2 separate regions of the Sus scrofa genome follow, and region 2 is linked to region 1. Evidence: chromatin contacts called from public HiChIP or PLAC-seq data. All regions are on one chromosome and are shown on one strand. Each heading gives the region's core, a stretch centred on a gene start, on an enhancer-like site or on the middle of the called end of the contact. The rest is flanking DNA. Distances are from core to core; before and after follow the strand shown. Region 1 holds the start of ABCA6 (ATP-binding cassette sub-family A member 6). Region 2 overlaps LOC110255980 (a long non-coding RNA gene).

What was found. HiChIP or PLAC-seq counts read pairs in DNA pulled down with a chosen protein or histone mark.
Region 2: a contact with region 1 is called in an H3K27ac HiChIP or PLAC-seq map of skeletal muscle, with 11 times the contacts expected there. The contact joins the enhancer-like site here to the promoter of ABCA6 in region 1. A contact is called at or near these places in 6 of 47 Hi-C or Micro-C datasets (epiblast stem cells, heart right ventricle, liver and 3 more) and 1 of 2 datasets of contacts at active chromatin or transcription factors (skeletal muscle).

The regions. Positions count from the first base shown.
Region 1 is chr12:11,223,305-11,229,858 of Sscrofa11.1, forward strand. ABCA6 (ATP-binding cassette sub-family A member 6) reads left to right here and starts at 1,764. Exons shown (of 36, transcript XM_021068088.1): 1 at 1,764-2,200; 2 at 3,111-3,228; 3 at 3,412-3,512; 4 at 4,747-4,951; 5 at 5,981-6,142. The coding sequence starts at 3,417.
Region 2 is chr12:11,472,029-11,478,870 of Sscrofa11.1, forward strand. It overlaps LOC110255980 (a long non-coding RNA gene), which reads left to right. Exons shown (of 3, transcript XR_002337050.1): 2 at 5,831-6,217. Among named protein-coding and RNA genes, the nearest start is that of FAM20A, 130 kb to the right of the region's middle. Within about 2 kb of position 2,448, at least 23 of the 83 cell types and tissues checked have an H3K27ac peak or open chromatin away from gene starts, as enhancers often do. A contact at or near this core is called in skeletal muscle and subcutaneous adipose tissue, where this site is marked.

The sequences.
Region 1 (6,554 bases), core at 514-3,013:
GGTGCATACATCTTTTTGATCTGGTGTTTTCATTTTTTTCAATATATGCCCATAAGTGGAATTGCTGGATCAGGCATTCTTCTATACTTATATTAATGAATTTAATTCCCAAATTACTGTATGTATTAAATGTATATATGCACACAATGTTACCTCCATTTTTATGGATGAAAAAAACTTAAGGGGAGAAAAAGATTAAATAGATTACGCAAAGTCACGCAGCTTTGGTGGAATCAGAATTTGAACCTGAATTTGGCTTCAGGTTCAAAGCCAAATAATAATAGCACTAGCTGCTATATTATTCTTAGGCATGTTGCTATGCAGGAAGAATAAATTCAGATTTCTCTCCCGTGTCTTACTCCTGACATATGCTGTACATACTTGGGATTTTCATTTCTATGGAGAATACATATTTTTTAACTAGAGATTGGGCAAAGAATATGTATCCTTACTTTTCCTTGGGGTAACAGGTGAAGCTTTTTCCATTCTCTGTGTCTAGCACTGAGCCATCTTGTGAAGTTTCTCGATTCATGCAGATATATCAAATCCAGCTTTATAACCTGTCAAGGACCGAGCCCAGGTCACAGAGGTATTGAAACACCTCTTTGGATTATTGTATTTCTGATCTATCACTCATAGTTCTGGCTTTAATTTCCCTTTTCACTTTTAACTTCTGGCACTGCGCCTTCATTTTTCCTTGTTTTTTCTGTTGATTCTTACTCTTTTTCCTTTTTTTTTTCCTTCTTCCTTTTAAAGATTTGGTTATACATCTTAACTTCTGCATTAGATATATTTTACTATTTCAATGTGCTGGAGGTTCACTTCCTCATCACATTAGTTCATTTTGTGGGGAAATCCTCAGCTTTAAATAAGGAAATCCCCCCCCATAAAAATAAATCAGAATAAAAAGTCGAGAAAGAGGAATACAAAGAACACATGAAACCACGATGAGAAGGGAAACTAGTAAAATACATTGAATTCTTGATATTCTAGTTGTAAGTCTTAATGCAATTGTAAGAAAGGCAAAGTGAAAAGGATTCTGAAAATAGAATATAGAGGGTCTAAAACAACTGTAGCAAAATTAATAAAAACGGGATCTGTATTTCCAGTGATTTAAAAGAAAGTAAGGATTTTTGTTTGGCCCATTGACCTTTTATTGGTACAAAATTTAAACAGTGTTTACAGCTGTCCAGTCTACCCTGCCTTCCATGAGACATCAGAACATCTTGATTAATTTGTTTTTGCCAATTTTTAAAATGCAAGGCATGTACTACCTCACTGTTGACCCTTTTTGAAGACAGAATTACTGAGGAGAGTGATGTGTAGACAAGATCCCATGGCTTTAAAGTTTTTTTAAATTATCCTTCTTTTCTCTGGAACGTCTCTCAGCTCTGTGATGATTAACATCTGGGGATTGGGAGCCATGTCAAATATTTGCGATTTCCCAATTCATGGACTTTGGTGTCTTGTTTTGCGATTTACTTTGGCAGGTCAAGAAAAGTTTGTAACTCTTTACAGGGATAGACGATGCAGTGGGAATTGAATACATTTCAGTTTTTTTCTAGTGTTCATGTATAAAAATTGACCTGAATCTTATTCTGGTTTTTTTTGGCCTTAGTAATCTGCTTACTTTTTATCTTGTTCATATGCCTTATGAAGCCCTGCATCCACAATCAAGTGGGCAGGAGAAAGAAATTTGTTCCTAATTGTTCACTTGTCCAACTTAGGTGTTTCTCCAAGACAGACAATGGGTGGCTTAGCTTTTTTTAGGCAAAAAAAAAAAAAAAGTTCAGCTTCAGCAAATTCTGAAGTGTGTCTAAGTCAGTCCAGTATATCAATGCTGGTTGTGTTTAGGCATTAGTAGTGGGAGGAAGAAAAGCACGGCTAACGATTTCTCATACAAATTTAACTACTTTGGTTAGTTACTCATTTATTACCCTTTCTCCCATCTTGGTCTCATCTTGTCTGAAGGGCTGGTTCCATTTTCCTTGTTTACTGTCTCCCCCTTATCCCTGGAGTTGAAAGGCCCAGTGAACAAACACAGGGTTTGTTTTATTCCCAACCAACCACGGAACAGTCATTTCCCTGCAGAATAATTGGCTTAGGGAAGAACAGAGAGAAAACAAAACAAGTTCATCATGTGCAGCTTGGTCTGGCTACATCCCCTCTCAGAAACCAGCCTGGGGAAGAACTGTTGCGAGTGAGTAAGCGTTCATTTAAGGAATAAATGAGGAAGTGGCAATAAAGAAATTTTAATTTGTTGCCTTAGGCGAAAACAACTGTGCTTTGACAGTGTTTCAAGTGCTTTTGTCTTTATTTCTCATTTTCCCGACAGTAAGTAAAGCTCTCTGTTCGTGTGCTATGCCAAATATGTGGGTGGACCTTGCTAAAATTAATGTATGTTTCAGATGTTTCCAAAGATGTATGTGTTTTTTTGTTGACACCTAATGACAGAATGTTTCTATTTTTCCCCAGACAACTTTTATTGTGTACACACAATAGGAAAACAGTAAAATTTGCTTGTGTACTAGCTGAGGGGGAATTGTCTGAATATTTTGATATGCGAATCTAAGAGTTTAATTTTGAGACTGTAGGAACTGAAAAAAATGGCCACTTTATTTGCAAACATTTGAGCAAAATTACTTTTCCATGTGATTTCCTTCCTTTTCTTTTCTTTTCTCTTTCTTTCTTTCTTTCTTTCTTTCTTTCTTTCTTTCTTTCTTCCTACTTTGTAGTTTGTTTCCTCAGTTTTTCAGGGACTTCTGAATTCAGAACATTGAGATAAATTGTTTTATTATTCTTGTGTATCACAATCAAGTTTCAAGTCCTTTGAGTCGGAGTTGTTATCCCATGGCCTACCTCTTTCGATAAAAGTTGTTCCTTTCACTCCGGAAGGTAAATACCAAAAGAAAGGACTCTATTGGGACTGCTTCTAATGAACAATTACTTCGATGAAGTTAAGTAATCAGAATGTCTGTGGTAATCTGATGAGCTCTGGGGTTTCTATTTAAATGTAAGGAACAAAAATAATTATTATGCCGATGAAATATAGAGTGTAGTTACTCCGTTCATGTAGTTGAACTTCTGTTAGAAAGTGTCAACGTGGGAAGTGTCTTACAGGTTCTGAAATCTAAGGACAGCTTTTCCCTGGTACCACTCCATGTTGTAAAATCGTGGGAACGGGTCTCTCCTCTTCCTCACCTTTACTCATCTCCCGAAACACTTACAGTGAGTATATCTGACGTAAAATTTTACAATCCTGATTATGGCACTCATATTTTAAATCCATTTTTTGCAGTTCTTAAAGGTAGAAAATATCCCTCCCCAAAATATGATCAAGGTATTTCTTCTTACAGGTATTTTTCTAGTTTATGCTCCATTGCGTGTACTTTCTCTTTGTTTAATGAACAGGCTAGATGCGTATAAAACAGAAAAGTGTGTACCAGCAAACCCAAGCACTTCTGTGCAAGAACTTTCTTAAGAAATGGAGAATGAAAAGAGAAAGCTTACTGGTACGTTTGCCAGCTTGCCTCTTTACACAGTTATCACTATGCTTGTATTTCATTGCCTCGTGATTCTCTTGTTTTACATTTGAAGTAGCAGATTGGGTTTATTGATTGTGAGCTTGTTGCTAGGTGTACCTGTTGAATTGAGAGATTCACAGCCGTCTCTGAAAAATAATGTAGAATGGCAAAGAATGAAAGTATTACTCATACTTTTTAAAAAGGAGAGTAACTGAAAATGTAATTGTATAGTAAGTTATAGCCCCTCTTAAAGCTCTTATCATGGGTAATACATTTAGAGTCAAGAAATAATAAAACTAGTGTCCAGCAGAAATAGAGGAATTTGAACTTGAGGGGCTTCTTTTCAAGGCCATGAAGTTTCTGCACAGAGTATTTCCAAGGATTATGACCGAGTAACACCACTGATGGACAGTTTACATTAAAGCCCCAAATTTCAAAACAGTCTGCATAAGGTTGCCAGTGGATGTCGGGTGGTTTTGGTAGGTGGAGGAAACTTCTCCTCACAGTCATTCAGAGACCCAGGCTTCTTCATCTAGGGACTCTGCCATCTCACGAGACCTTGGAGACATTCGCTGGATCCTTTGCATCCAGTCAGATGCAGAAGTAGAAGGACCAAGACAGAGAGAACAGTGGAAGGGTGTGCAGAGTTCCATGAGCAGGCTTCGCAGTGATGCCTGTCACTTCTGCCCACATTTCATTGGCCAGGATCCATCATTTGGTCCCACTTCATTCATCCAGAGACTGGGAGGGTAGCCCAGCATTGCACCAAGCCAGAAGAGATTCCCTAATGTTGTTGAGCCCCTGGACGGTCTCCACACTCAGCTCCTTCTCATTTGTTTTGACTTCCAATACAAGGATGTGACAGCTGACAAAAGTGTTGCTGTTTGCCACCATGAACTCCATCTGGGATATTCTGTGCCTTATAGACCCTAGAGCCAGAGGTCCATGCATTTGGGGATCGCCATCCTGTTAGCCTTCCTCTTAGTTTCTATGACAGCTTCTGTAGGAGTTCATGATTTAAATGCAATGGTTCAGTTCTCATATCAGAAAGTGGTAGATGTGACAACTATCTCCATATATATCTTGACCTGGCTTCCCTTTGCTTTGAAGAGTGGAGAGTAAAGAGAAGCCAACTTTATGGAAAATTGAAATTTGTCTTTCAATTGATGTTGACTGAGTTCCTTAAGGGAATATAATCTAAATCTACTCTCCTTTTTTATAGGAATGGGGGTTCCCAATACTTTTAGGACTTTATATGGGTGTATTTTCATATATAAAAGAAAATGTACGTTTTCCTGAAATGCCTCCTCAAGATCTGGGAAGGGTAGATAAATTTAATAGCTCTTCTATGGATGTTGTATATACACCGATCTCTGACATAACCCAGCAGATAATGAATAAGACAGCATTTGCTCCCTTTTTAAAAGGTAGGTGAACTAATGGCAAAAATAACTACTGATATTATTTTATATCTTTTTGACAAAATGTATACGTTTAATTTGAAGTTAGAGGTTATCCGTTGTGCTAATTATCTTGGTTTTAAGATAGCATACAAATTGTTTTTTGGTTTTTTTTTTTTCTTCTCATAACAGCCTTTTAAACTCTTCCACCTTGATGAGGGTCCAGTGTAGATGGGCCTCCATTTCTATTGGAATTTAACTAAAATGATAGATTTATAATTTCAGATTTACAGAATAATATCTAGGAGGAATATGCTATTGGTGAGTGTGGGTGTTTTTAACATGGAAATATAATGATTAAGATTTGTAGCTCATAAATGTAAAAAACTATAAATATAAGAAAAACTATATAAATAAAACAAATGAGGTCATGGTTATTAAACAATAATTTCAGAACTATGAGAAATAAGGATGGATATCTAAAGATTGCCCACACATAGTTTAATTTGTACACATCTCTAAAAGTCTTCATTCTAAATGAGGTCTCTATGTAACTGATGAAACCAAAACATTTACTGCACTTATGGGCAACTGGGTACAGTCTGTCTACTCTTAGTGCCTGATTTCTAATAGGTGACATTGCTGACCATTAGAATTAGAGTCACTTTGTGATGTTGGTTCCTGAGTAAGACAAAGACCATATGAAATGCCTTTGTTTTAGTAAACCTAAAATCTGGAGTCCTCAGACTACATAATAACTGCTGCCATTACTTCTATTTTTGTACCCCAATTCTATTTGCAAACTTATCTTGGCATCATACTTTTATATACCTAAAACTCACCCTACCACTTGTTTTGTTAAAAGTAAACAATTCTCATCGAATGTCTCCTGAGAATTCCTTTTTTGCTTTTGGAGATAATTTTTTATTTAAAGGGAGAATGATTTGGGTTAATTTCAGTGGAAAATATGGGATGACAAAATTGGGTATCACATTTTATTTTCGTGAAACCCTAACAATCCTTTATGTCTTTTTTCTTTAACCTTGCAATTCACAGGAAGAAAAATCATTGCCGTACCAGATCAAAAACATATGGATAAAGTACTTCTAGACAATTTCCCATTCACCGTGGGAGTCATCTTTAGTGACACTTTCTCTTATAAGTTAAAATTTTTTCAGGGATATGACATTCCAATTTCGAAGGAAGATCTTTTCACAGGTGACTTTCAATATAAAGTACCATTATGGCATTTTTCATCTTTTTAACATAAAGAATGGGATGAGATGGGCAACAAAGATGGTTTTGTTGGGGCAGGAGAAAAGAAACAGAATACATTTTATTGCTGAACAGATTCCGAGCCAGGTCATATCTTCCCACGAGGGGACGGCTCTCAAAAAACCATCGAGTCGTCCAACCAATACCTAGTGAATTCACAAGTGTATGCTGCAGAGGATGACGGGATAATCAGGACTGATGGGTGGCAGCCTTAGGCCAAGATTTGAGTTTAACCGGAAAGGCAGCCAGTGAGGAGTTAATGACTGGTGCTAGGAAAGGTGCTGGCTGGACTTAGACCAGGGGTTGCTAAAAAAACTGTGGGATTAGAGAAATTCTGCCCGGAGAAGTGGTGTTT
Region 2 (6,842 bases), core at 1,198-3,697, 250 kb after region 1:
GCGTAGGCCGGCGGCTACAGCTCCAATTTGACCCCTAGCCTGGGAACCTCCATATGCCGCGGGAGCGGCCCAAGAAATAGCAGCAACAACAACAACAACAAAAAAAAGGAAAAAAAAAAAAGGAGAAATGATCTCAGGTTGGAGTTCTGTCGTGGCTCAGTGGTAACAAACCTAACCATGAGGTTTCGGGTTCAATCTCTGGCCCTACTCAGTGGGTTAAGGATCCGGCGTTGCCATGATCTGTGGTGTAGGTTGCAGATGCGGCTCAGATCCCGTGCTGCTGTGGCTGTGGTGTAGGTCGGTGGCCACAGCTCCGATTGGACCCCTAGCCTGGGAACTTTCATGTGCCTCCCTAGAAAGACATAAAAAAAAAAAAAAAATCTCAAATCAACGAAAAGCACCCTTAAGGCTAGGAATATGGAAATGTGGAAGAGAGAAAAAAATTCCCCAATTTTCTATAACAACAACCCAAGTAACTGTTAAAAATGTTGTGTGCCTGTGTTTGGGACCTGTTGTGTTTTCAAGATATGGATGCAAAATATGAAGATTATCCGTGTGAGAGCAAAAGATAGGTCCACATGCTACAGCTTCTAAACATAGCAAGATTTTAAGTAAGTTCTCATACCGGGCACCCTTGGTTCTGATGGGAAGAAGGCGTTAACCTTAATGCTAGGTATTGGAAAGTCAGTTACACCACCTGTAATACTGGCGCAGAAAGTCTCAGGGCTTACAGCCTTAATTTTACTTCCTGCCTCTCTAGCCAGTAGCCATTCTTAATCTAGTAAAGACAGAATTAAAAAAGCACTTCCGATTCCATCCTGTTCTTTATATCAACAAAAAAAGTTCCGTTTAAAACTTTCTTTAGAACATTGTCACATGTCTTCCACTTTCCCAGAAAGCACATGAGATTCTGTTGCCAATTTTTCAAAACTGAAAACAATTTAACAAGAAAAATCCCACGAACCATCACTAAGATGTCATTTAAGGTCATTAGTAAAATGCTGGTTCTTTTCCCAGCTTGCATTGCATTTTGGAATTGAATAATGAGCACTTTCTGTGTTCCTGCCTTTTGTCTGCCAAGCTAAATTTTCAAAGGGTGCCATCTCTTGGTTTGGTTTTTTAAATATTTATGGATGTCCCATTTAGAATGCTTCTAGAAGCTTACTATGCACTGGTCCTGTACTCATACAGAAATATTTGCTTTCTATTTCCAGCCACCTGGGTGGCAGCAAATGTCTCAAGTTCTCTGAGAATCTGATCCAAGCTTCTCAACAAGCCAGAGGTGGAAGTGCATTCCAACCGCATGAGCACTGCAAAAGTGTGATGACTGCAGATTTGAAGGCGCTTTACAGTGTCACCATTATGGCTTACAAGTACACGTAGGCTCTACACTAGGGACAATTTGCTGCCCCGTGGTGCTCTTTCCTGCCAAAGTAACCAAAAGTCCACACGCCATGCGCTTTGCATCTCCTCGTGCATATGCAAAACGGCATCAGTCCTGGACTCTGAGGCTTATTCCAACACAAAATATTGCGATGTCCTTTTATATTTGTCACTAAATAATTTATCATGCCAATTTTAAAGTCCTGTCTTATTCTTCTGAGTTCAGTGTACAACTTAAATCCATGCAAGTGTGGGCCAGATCTAATCATGACAACATAGTTTTATGCCAGAGGAACCCTCTTGATAACAATATTTATAAGAACAACCAAAGCTGACAAAAACTGGGTAGAGGATGACCCTTGAAAGAAAGGACACACACGCTAGGCGAGCTCTATGTGTATCCAGCTTTTCTCCTAAGGCAAACTTATGCATGCTAAAAAAAAAGAAAGAAAGAAAAAGAAAATACCCAAAAGCTGTGAGGTGCTTTCTGGGGTCTTTTCCCTTTGGCCTTGCATCTGTAAGCTGTAAATAAGTTGTTTTGATGGAAAAAATAAAGCCCATCAGACTTAATGTTTTGCATATGGAACGAGAGTACATGAACCGTTAGGATATGGGGAAATCGGTTCGTTTGTTCTTTTACTTTTCAGCCAATTATCTTCCTCCCTCCGCCCTGTTTCCACCTTCTTCACAGGTTGCTTCCTTTCCAACGTTTGGATTTACCGGCTCTTGACCTTATTTCCATGACGTTCTTTCTAGTTTGCCTGTGTTTCTCTTTTCTACCCTTAAGGGATGATGCAGGCTTCCAGGGTGCCTGGTGATAAGAATCATGGATTGTTCTGTGTAATTAATATGGAAAAAGGGAGTAGGTGGGCGTTTTGGAGACAAGACGTGCTTGGGCCTCAGAGGGCTTTCTGTGCCCAAACCTCACAGCGAGAACATCTGCTGCTACGCGCAGCTGTAGAAAGAGCTGTTTTTTTCAGAAACAGACTCACAGAGAACAGACTGGTGGTTGCCAAGGGAGAGGGGGGAGGCCGGGGGGTGGACTGGGAGTTTGGGACAGTAGAGGCGAACTCGTACATTTAGAATGGAGAAGCAAGGAGGTCCTACTGTAGCGCACAGGGAACTCTGGCCAGTCTCCTGGGACAGACTATGATGGAAGATAAGATGAGGAATGTATATATGTATATACGTGTGTGTGTGTGTGTGTGTGTAGGAATGATGGGGTCATTTTGCTGTACAGCAGAAATTAGCACCACATTGTAAATCAACTATACTTTAATAAAAAAAAAATTTTTTAAGAGCTGTTTAAAAACCAAACCAAACAAAAAAAAATAGACAAAAAGCCCTGTTACATAAAGGGAGAACTAGAGTTTTTGTTATGCCAAAGGCGCAATGGCTCCCTCTTCTGTCAACTTTAAGCAAGTGTTCTTTCTTTGGCCACTCTGCACATCCAAGAAAAATCCTCGATTTAAATGAAGTAACGAATCAGAAGAAAGTTCATCACTCATAGGAGCTTGATTTACTGAAATCCTGGGGGGAAGATACAGGGACTTTTCAAAGGTAGTGACCCCCTTGCATTAAGAGGGAATGTCCACAGTGGTGGTGGCCGCTGGGGCTCAGTGTTGTTGGGATATGACAAAAGTGGCCAGTTTCCTGGTAGTTAGTTTCTAGTTCTGTAGGCTTCAGATAATTCAGTGTGCTCTGAGTCAGAGATCAGCAATGACTTGTGTGCAAAGCCCTGAAACTGCTCAAACAACCCAGGTCCACAGGCCCCATGACCTGGACCCAAACTGTCCAGAATACAAGTCGCTTTGAATGGTATTAATCATATTTCTGTTTTTCAGTTGCATTCCCCCTTGAATTTTTTTTTTTTTGGTCTTTTTTAGGGCCACACCCCTGAGGCATAGGGGGGGTTCCCAGGCTAGGGGTCTAATTGAAGCTGTAGCTGCTGGCCTGCACCACAGCCACAGCAACGTCAGACCTGAGCCACATCAGCGACCACAGCTCATGGCAAAGCCAGATCCTTCACCCACTGAGCAAGGCCAGGGATCGAACCTGCAACCTCATGGTTCCTAGACGGATTTGTTTCCACTCCATCACAACAGGAACTCCCCATTTTCACTTTCTAAACATTTCCAAGCACATCGTTGGGGTCTTCACTTTTGAGCTCAGCACGGCCAACTTTCAATCTGAAGATCTCACATATGAATCCAGTAACTTAGGTGGAGCCCATGTTGTGGCCTTCTGGTCAACCTAAGTGATTTGGGACCGAGGGACGGGGAACTCTTACAGTGTTGGTACATTTTTTTAAAAACCTATTCTTACTGGGATGCTCTGTACCCTTTGCAGCCAGAATCCATAACGACCCACGCTGCTCTTGAGAAATACTCAGGAGAAAAAAATTTCTACATGCAGGAGAAAGAAGCTCTGGTGCACAGACCTTTGCTATCTCCTAGAAAATAAATCAGGGAATTCCCTGGTGGCCTAGCAGTTAAAGGTCCAGTCTTGTCATTGCTGTGCCTTGAGTTTGACCCCTGGCCCAGGAACTTCTGCACCCTGTGGGTGCAACCAAAAAAAAAAACATCAGTATTGTATGTGCTTGAATGTCATGCCCCAAGGGGGGAAATTTGTTTTGTTTTTAAAAACAGCCCTCAATATTTCAGTGTCTTCCTGTGGAAAGGCAATTAAGAGGTTACACATTTACCTTCTTTCTTTTAATTTTAGAAAAAAAGAAACTTTCACTTTATCATTTATTCTTACAGTTAGTAATAATATTCAGATGTCTGTTTTACTCCAGTCATCACTGTCTAAAACCCAGCAATAAGTCAAGGGTACTGAAAAAAAAACAAAAACAAAAACACAAAAGCTTGCTTTCCAGAGTTCCCATCATGGCACAACAAAAACAAATCTGACTAGGAACCACAAGGTTGTGGGTTCGATCCCTGGCCTCGTGGGTTAAGGATCTGGCAGTGCCATGAGCTGTGGTGTAGGTCGCAAACGTGGCTTGGGTCTGGCGTCGCTGTAGCTGTGGTGGAGGCTGGCAGCTGTAGCTCCGATTCAACCCCTGACCTGGGAACCTCCATATGCAGTGGGTGCAGCCCTAAAAAGCAAAAAAAAGGGGGGGGGCTTGATTTCCAGCCCTAAATTAAATCTTTCTTCCTTCAGCATGTAATTTGAAGGTTGACTTTTGCTTCATCTTGGAATCTAGCATTAGTCAGTGGCTGTAGCATAGAACGATGGACTATCCAGTGCTAGGAGGGCACCATGTGGTCAACACCAGCTGCAGCGGGACCCACAAAAGAGGTTCTAGGGCTCGAAGAGCGTTACCTGACCTTTGGTTGTGGCGAATAGCGGTGAAGATACTGAGACATGGTTTTTCCCAGTGAGCATGAGCTACTCAGTACTGAGACTAGGTCCATAGAATAGCTGCCCTTTGTAACTTCGATTTATTATGCTTTTCTTGCTGTTACTGGAAAATTTGAGGGAGGAGGAACTATAAAATCGAATGAACTGTCCAGGGTTGCATCATAGAATTGCCCCACACCCAAGAATGCAGAGAAATTAACAAAGTGTATAGTGTCAATTATTTGTGTCAACTCTGATTTATGCAAGGGAAGAAAATGGCAAAACGTTATGGTTAAAATTTTGGTTTTCCTCTAAGACTTATCATGAAGATAAATTTGTCCAGTGGTCTGTAAACCACAAAAGGGAAATACCCAGTCCTCTGGTGTGTTTCTAATTACATATGAAAACCTTTGTGGACAAGTTTATGGAAATTACAATACAAAAGTTGCCACTTGCTGTTATTTATAACAACGTAGCGTACAGGGAAAAGCGTATTTGCTTGCTTCTTATTCTTATGTGTATTCTGAGTGTTCCAACTGCCATATATTTAAATTCTACGTAGATGAGGTGCTTGGCTGTTGATGACTCTTCCTCCCTGCTTTTACCTTTTCTTCCCCCACCTTTCTACCCTTTCTCCTCCTAACTCTGTGGGAGAAAAATAGAAAAAATATCTGTAAATTCTATAACACCCCCATAGCTAGGCTTCATTATTCATTCTCTCTCTCCCTCTGCCCCTCGTTGTCTGGCCATTACTGATCCACTTTTTCCTAATATTACTCGACTCTCACATTACTCAACCAGCTGCTACGACCCTTGGAGTGATATTAACATGCTTGTCTTGAAATGAGGGAGAAAGGATAGGAAAATACAGCAGAAGCCGTTGGCTCCCCTACTGCCCCATAAAACGTCTTGTATTGTGCAATGCCTCAGTTGAGCCTCAAAAATATCAATCACGAATAACATGGAATTTCCTACTTATCGGCGAGTGAAGACAAGTTCACGACATGGCCCTGCAATTGCTAATGAGTCCACTTTCTTTATACCTGCTTGCTAGAATCTCTCTGTTGAACTTCAGATTGAGTATTTTGTACACTTTGTCCAGCCTGGACTTTTTAGGTAGATGTTTGGTGTTGTTCGCTGATTTCCGGCCGCTGTTGATACATCTATAACTTTGGCGACGAAGAGCCCCAAAGCAGCGTTTCCTCTCATCTCTTCGCTGGCCACGTTGCAGTGTGGCGTTCAGGGGCCCACGTGTGATTGCCCCACTGGCCGAGGTCTCTGGCCCATTTCGACCCCTCGGAGATGTCACATGCCGAGGGCCAAAGCTCCCTTTGGCAAGGGTCACTCTAGGATGGCTGATGGACGGGGTGAGCCACCAGCTGGGATCGCCCCCAACAGGAGGCACTCCCAGGACCCAGGACTTTATGTTTTGAAGATGGAAAGGTCCCCAGCACAGCAGGAGGACACAGCTGTCCTAACTCGACGCCCAGTGAGTATCCCAGTCTGTACCCCATGAGGGTGCCCAGGAGTCCAACTGTCCCCTTTCCAGTCCACCAGTCATCCTTGTCCAACTATTTCCAGCTCTGAATAGGAAGGCCTCCAGTCATTGCGCCGTTTCTTCCATAAGCTTGAAGATCTTCCACCCCAAACCCAGGACTGAAGGAGGGTTTTGCCTGCTCCAAGCGGGAGTCAGCTCTAAAATGCCTCCTCTCCCCTCTCCCTCCGAACCACACTCCTGGGGAAGGGACGGATGCAGCTGGGGGAGGATGAGCATCTCTACTGAACCAGCTGCTCTCCTTCCGTCAGTGGTGGGCGATGCATCTTTCGTCTTCTTTGCTTGTCCCGCCTTGCTGTCTGAGAGGCGGGTTTAGAAGAGCTGGCTGTCTTTGAAACCTTTAAATTCCATAGAGCCGGCCCCATTGTCCAGGTCCTTAACATAAAAGATACAATGTCCAATCCAATTTCTGCCATTGGCGGTGTAGCCCACATCCTCGTACTTCTGGGGACCCCTCATCCTGAGGGCCCCCTTTGGGATCCCAGAGGGCGCCAGCCCAGGCACCTTCCTTGGCGGCCCAGCACTTGGCCCCAGGAACTCCGTGCCTATCTGACACTAA